2 separate regions of the Capra hircus genome follow, and region 2 is linked to region 1. Evidence: chromatin contacts called from public Hi-C data. All regions are on one chromosome and are shown on one strand. Each heading gives the region's core, a stretch centred on a gene start, on an enhancer-like site or on the middle of the called end of the contact. The rest is flanking DNA. Distances are from core to core; before and after follow the strand shown.

Region 1 (3,260 bases), core at 621-3,120:
GGAATATAACTTGACATCAAAGGGATTTATAATTACTGAATGGGTAACACAGACCTGATGTAAAAGTACCTGGGGCCCAGCTCTGAAAATGGTCAGCTGTGCCGATATAAAACTACATGGCACCTTTGACTTTCTCTGTCACACTGGTGACCAAACAGCAGGGCTATTTTCCTGTTACAATTAAGACTCAGAAGACAAAGATACCTGTCCAAGGGCAGGGGAAACAGCTGCATGAGGAGATGTGTCTAGAACCTAGCGCCCGGGGGCATCTCGTCTCATTGCCAGAGTCGCATGCCCTCTCATTGTTTCTCACTTTGACTTTCCGGAATTTCTGTGGTTTACCAAATCAGAAGTAACTAAGGGCAGGCTATGCAAGGGCCATACCTCCTGAGCTCGCTCAAAATCCCAGAGCTGGAAGGGTTTGGAACAGTCATCTGGCTCAGACCTTTCTCTTTATTCAGGGGAGGGTCTAAAACTCTCAGACTCTCCTGAGGCAGAGTAGGGATGGTTGGATCCTTGTCTTCCATAAATTTTTAAGAACAGAGGAAGAGCCCCAGATTTCTTTCAGGGATCCATTGTAGTGTGTTCTCCTCACTACTGAAAGATGGTTTCTCACGATCAGCTGCAATGTCTTCATTTTAAATGCAAGCCTATTTCCTCTTGCTCAGCTGTCTGAGGACGGAGGAAACAATTGCTTCATGTCCTTCGGGTAAAACCTTCTTCAAATACTTCAGCGCATAAGCATTGAAGTGAGACAGAATTGGGGTTAAGTTTCTGTTCCACCCTTACGCGGTGAAATTTGGTAAGTTACTTAATCTCTACATCCTCTACTTTTAACATCTGTAAAATGGAGAATAAACAGTTCCTATCTCTTATGGTTGTTGTGAGAATTAAATGAGATGCTGTTTCCAATAAACATTATTATTATACAATTAAAGACAGTAATTGTCTATGTTATTACATTGACATCAAAGAGAAATATCTGAGGGCTTTTCAGAAACAGCTAACAATCTGTTAATACATATTTGTTATATGTGAGATACTAGAAGGATAGAGGGAATCCCTTATTCTAATAATAATTTTTATTGATCACTGGGATAATAAATAGATGGCCTTCAATCACCAGACACATTATTTTAAACAACCAAAACAATAATACTAGCTAACATTCACTGTCACTTCGTCATCTGTTGAGTTGTCTTCTGTATTCACTAGTATATTTAATAATCTTTGTAGTAGATATAACTTCATAATTTTCAGTTTACTTGAGGGAACTCAGGCTCAGAGGTGACCCAGCTCAAGGTCACATAACTAATAAGCGGCAGAATCAGCCCTGAACAGAAGTCAATGAGGGTCTAAAATCCCATGCTTTCCCCAAAGTGCTTGGTTAGAGGTAAGTGATCTCAGTGCCAACTGAGGGGCTGATATTGCATGGTGGAGTGGAAGACATAGTTCTTATACTTTTCAAATCCCTCACTTTGGAATTTTAATCATATGATACAGCTGATTTTTAGTAATACTGGTAAAGTCTGTATCTCTTTTCCTACCATAGTCCACCAAAAGCTCCTTCTCTGACATTTAATGTGAGAGCCAAACAATATAGATACCCTCAAGCCACACAATACAGATATCCTCAAAGGTGGAACAAGGACAGAGGGCCGCTGTTATCCCAGAGTGAAGCCCCAGTGCCTGCCCATTTCAGTCTAATTTCTCAACAGGACTAACTGACAGTCCTGGCTTAGGCCCTGGGACCTTCAGAGAGAATCAGGAAAGGCTGGTTACCATTTTTCTCCAGTTCCCATATGGCCACGATGGGAGATGCCAGCAAAACCAGGGAAAACCAGGAAACGACCAACTGCTGAGGGTGCATCTGCATGAGGGGCAGAAACAGAGGAGGAGAAGGAAGAAAAGAAAAAAGAAGAGCAGGCGTAGGAGAAGACAAAATGTCAGTAGTTACACAGTCACATTTGGAAAGCATATTCACATTCTGTGTATTCCATTTGTCTTTAATCTTTATCTTCCACTTCCTTCTGTGCTGTCAGGTTAATTTGCAGTGAATTCCAGGAGCCCTCTGCCAGTCTCCGGGTAAGAACATCTCCAAACAGAAAACCACAGATGATCTGGAGCTGAAGGAGACCTAAGGCCAGCCATCTGATACAATCCTCTTATTTTTAAGATGAGAAACCTAAGGCTCAGAGAAGGAGCGTAACTTGTCTGGATTGACATTCAGTCATTACTTGCTCCCTATGTAGAGGGTACTGAGCTAGAACAGCTGAAACTGAAAAGGATTTTTACCTGGATCCTGACTTCCAGGAGCAAATAGTTTCATTCAACAAGTATTTCTTAAGTCACTTTGTTAACTGCCTATCCTCCAGTTGGGGAAATAAGCTACATATCCGTATTACTGTAGCACAAGGCAGAATGTGCAAGGACACCCAGGACTATAGGATCTACGTTGTGGGGCGGGGGAGTCAGATTTGAAGTGACCTTTCAAGTTCTGGCAATGAGTTCAGCCCTTGTTAAAGAAGTTTCCTTTCTCTCCTGTTTAGGCTGTAATTGTTCCAAACACAAAGATTATTTCCTCCCATGTAAGGTAACCAGTGGTTCTCAAACTTCAGTGTATGTCGGAATAACATAGAATCCTTGCTAAAGCACAGACTGTTGACCCCACCCCCTACCTTGACCCTAAAATAACTAATTCAGCAGTCTGGGTGTGGGAATCTGCATTCCTATAAGCTTCCAGGGGAGGCTGATATTGCTGGTCTGAGGACTACTCTTCAAGGTCCATTGATTTAACACATGTCCAGGGTCCAGAGCCCCTGAAAATCAAGAAGTTCCTTGGGAGAAGACCATAAAATACTGAATATTCACCACAGAGTAATTAAATGCATACTTTTGTGCTAAATTAGCCATGTTATAGTGAATTCGCCATGTTACAGTGAAACTCAGTCAAGATTAGTATTCAGGGTTTATGAAAATTTTCAGACTGAAAATTAGATGGAGATTGTTATTTATTTTCAATCGGACACACCTCTATCCATCTTGGCTCTCCAATGTTTCTGTAGGAATACAGCTTCAAAAACCAATGGGCTATATGAAGACCAGACTCAAAAGGTTTTTGGCGAAATACCTTAAAAATAAGCACCCCTTGGTCAGGGTGATGAAATATTGACAAATCATGGCTGTCAGAATGATGCTAATCCTGGGGGCACTTTGCCACCTACTTTATTTCCTTATATTATAAAGGTTATGAGTGGCAA
Region 2 (3,227 bases), core at 245-2,744, 170 kb before region 1:
GAAAAGAATTTCGGCAAGACACTTTACAATAAAAATCACTACAGGAAAAAAACACTGTTATCTTCAAATTTAAATTTATTAAGACATTCAGCTATGTCAGTCTACATCCAAATCTGCTACTAAAAATAAAATAAAGTCACATCCCACATTAGGAATACCAAGTTGAAAAACACTTTTTGAGCCAAGCCTATTGTATAAATAAATGACTAGTTTCTTTTCATATCAAAATTTCCATAAAAAATTACATTCCCCCCTCCCTAGTTCTACCTGTAACCATGATGAATGTAAAAATTTAAATATGACACATCCTTGTCAAAGAAAAGGTGCAAAGTCTATTAACAGCTTTAAAAGTGGCATTTGCAGTGTGATCATACGTTATGTACTCATTCCCCAAGTGCAAATATTGCCATAATTTAACACTGCTTTGATTCAGTTGCCAAGAATTAAACATTACACAGGATTGGAAAGTACACTCAGGGCCTTTCTCAGTGCCCTAAAGCCCTTCCCACTTTGGTCTCCTACACTAACGTGGACTCCAAAGTGTTCATTAGAGTTTTAGTTTACTTCACACAGCCAACACAGTATACAGTGTATTAACAAAAGTTTCATATACATCAAAATATTGAAGACTCCATCATAAAGTTCAAGAGTCTCGGATTACATGAATGCACCCGCAAGGCCCACGTGCCCACCCACCCCCTCCCCCAAAGCACATACGAAGTATGAGCCTGCTTCAATCTTTGAATACAATCAATGCTTTTACATCTTTGATTTCATTTCAGTGCTGTACAGATAATCACCTGACGGAGTTCCAATTAACTGAGGGGAAAGGGGGCGGAGAAAAAGGGCTGGTCACACTCATACTCTGTAACAAGAACGGTCCTGTTCCGTAGAAAGTGAAGGATCAGTTCCACCTCTGCCTGCTGCCTCCTGTGCCGTCCTCATGCTTGCCATCCTCCTTCCTTTAGCCCCTTTCAGATGCTCCAATCTGATTTTATTTATCCCTTACAAATCAGGGGCTGTTTCTGAAGTTCCTGAGGTTGAATTTTCTTGGCAAACCTCTACTGAACACCAGCATAGGATATATACATTTTGATTAGCATACACTGCAAAACTTTCTCCCCCAGTGTCAAGGAGATGAAAGCAGGGGGTCTCCACTGAGAGCACTTCCTGGATTAGATCCTTGGAATGTCAAGTTTCCTGCCGAATCACCTCATACATCTGCTCCTCAAATCTGGGCAGATTCCACCGTGAGTTAACTTCATCTCCGGAGAGTGAAGTGCTACTCCTGCTGCTTCTCTTCTAGGCCGACCTCAACAGGAAGAGCTTCATCTTCTGCACCAGGAGGATTTTCCTTGGGATCACAAGTCCCTTCCTGGCTATCTGATCTTCTGGCAATGCCCTCGTCCTTATCCCTAGAACCTTCTTGTGCCCCAGACCCCCGAGGCCGCTCCTGGCCTGGGGCTTCAGTACCTCCCTGGAGCGCGTGCTGCTCGGCTCCAGCGGGAGGCTGTGGAACCGGGTCAGCGCCTAACCCAGGCAGCTGCGAGGAGTTCTTGAGGTGGCAGTGGCACAGAGGGCAGGTCTCCTGGACATACAGCCACTTTTTGAGACAGCCTGCGTGGAAGAAGTGACTGCAAGGTGTGATCACGGCAGATTTCATGTCCTAAAAAGGGGGGAAAGAGATAGCTCAGGAAGGTCTGTTGTCTAAAACCTTTGCCGCTATGCATGTGTTCTAGTTCCAACTTTCCTTTCCTACAAAGTCTCCATAGAAAATCTGTAACACAGATCTTACAATAAAACTCACTGTGTTTGTTTGCAATAATCCTCTTGCCATCAGAACCCCTTTATACAAACAAAACAAGAACCACTGGCTAAGCAATTTCTAAAAGGAAGTAAAAACCAAACATGAGGAAGAAAAGACCCATGTAACTGGGTTCTGTCTTAGTGTGAACACAAAGGTATAAACCTGTAGCGGTTTGATTACTGGGTCTCCATGAGTATAATCGGAACCTCAGGAGATCTGATGAAGATGGGACTTTCTCCATTTTTCGCTTCTACACAGCTCAACAGATTATTCCATGAGATTATTGGCAAGGAGACAAAATCAGTCAGATAACACCAGGGTATTGGCAAGGAAGTGGCAACTTCGTCAGGGACAATGTACATCCCAGTTTCCACAATACAAGCCAGTGTTTCTCGGCATGCATCAGAACCACCGGAGTGCTTGCTAACCATGCACATTCTGGGGCCATCCCAGACCTTCTGATCTGGCTATCTGAAGATGGCATTCACAAATCCACAGGTACAGCAGGCCACCCGTGGGACTTTAATGCACATTTAAGCTCAATAACCACTGGAATAAGCAGTGGTATACTTTGCACTAATAGTCCCTGTGTAAGATATATTTGCGAAGGGAAAGCTGAGGATATGAAATTTATATTGTAACAATACACATTTGTGAATCAACTATTAATTGTGTCTAAAGTCCCAAAACATGGAGTTGTGGCTATTGCAGAAATTCCTTGCCAAGAACCGGTAACACCTGGGAGTGGACTTTAAAGCAGAAAGCCATCCAAGGAAGAGCAGCCAGCTGGGAAGGTAAGCAATTCGAGTTTCGTTTTCTGTGTGGTGTCAGCAGGCAGTCCAGGCACCTCAAAAAAAGTGATGTGACAACGGGAAACACAAAAAGAGGACTCTCAAGTCCCAGAGATGGTATACTTAGACATCGGCAGCTGAAGCTGGTGTGCCTCGAATCTGCCTCTGCCGTGCTTTGTCCTGCGTCCTACGAGGCTATTGAACACAAAGGAGCCAGAACGAAGACAATGGCCACTTAACCTGGGGGGAATCTACACTGCTCCTCCATCCCCTCAAATGCAAAACCAACCTGGAAAATATTCTTCTGCTAGTACCCCAAGTATGCTCTGCTACTGCTAAGTCACTTCAGTCGTGTCCGACTCTGTGTGACCCCATAGACGGCAGCCCACCAGGCTGCCCCATCCCTGGGATTTTCCAGGCAAGAATACTGGAGTGGGTTGCCATTTCTTTCTCCAATGCATGAAAGTGAAAGTGAAGTTGCTCAGTCGTGTCAGACTCTTAGCGACCCCATGGACTGCAGCCTACCAGGCTCCTCCACCCATGCGATTTTCCAGGCAAGAGTACTGAAGTGGGAAGTATGCTCTAGTAGCAATCAAAAAGTGACAGCTGAATTTTACTATTGGGAAAAA

What was found. A called contact is a pair of places that touch in the nucleus more often than the background predicts.
Region 2: a contact with region 1 is called in a Hi-C map of blood, with 3 times the contacts expected there. The contact joins the enhancer-like site here to the promoter of IL12B in region 1. A contact is called at or near these places in 2 of 5 Hi-C or Micro-C datasets (both in blood).

The regions. Positions count from the first base shown.
Region 1 is chr7:39,673,465-39,676,724 of ARS1.2, reverse strand. It overlaps IL12B (interleukin 12B), which reads right to left and starts at 1,870. Exons shown (of 7, transcript NM_001285700.1): 1 at 1,783-1,870. The coding sequence starts at 1,870.
Region 2 is chr7:39,843,033-39,846,259 of ARS1.2, reverse strand. It overlaps RNF145 (RING finger protein 145), which reads right to left. Exons shown (of 13, transcript XM_018050097.1): 13 at 58-1,666. The coding sequence ends at 1,283. Among named protein-coding and RNA genes, the nearest start is that of EBF1, 42 kb to the left of the region's middle. Within about 2 kb of position 1,494, at least 1 of the 5 cell types and tissues checked has an H3K27ac peak or open chromatin away from gene starts, as enhancers often do.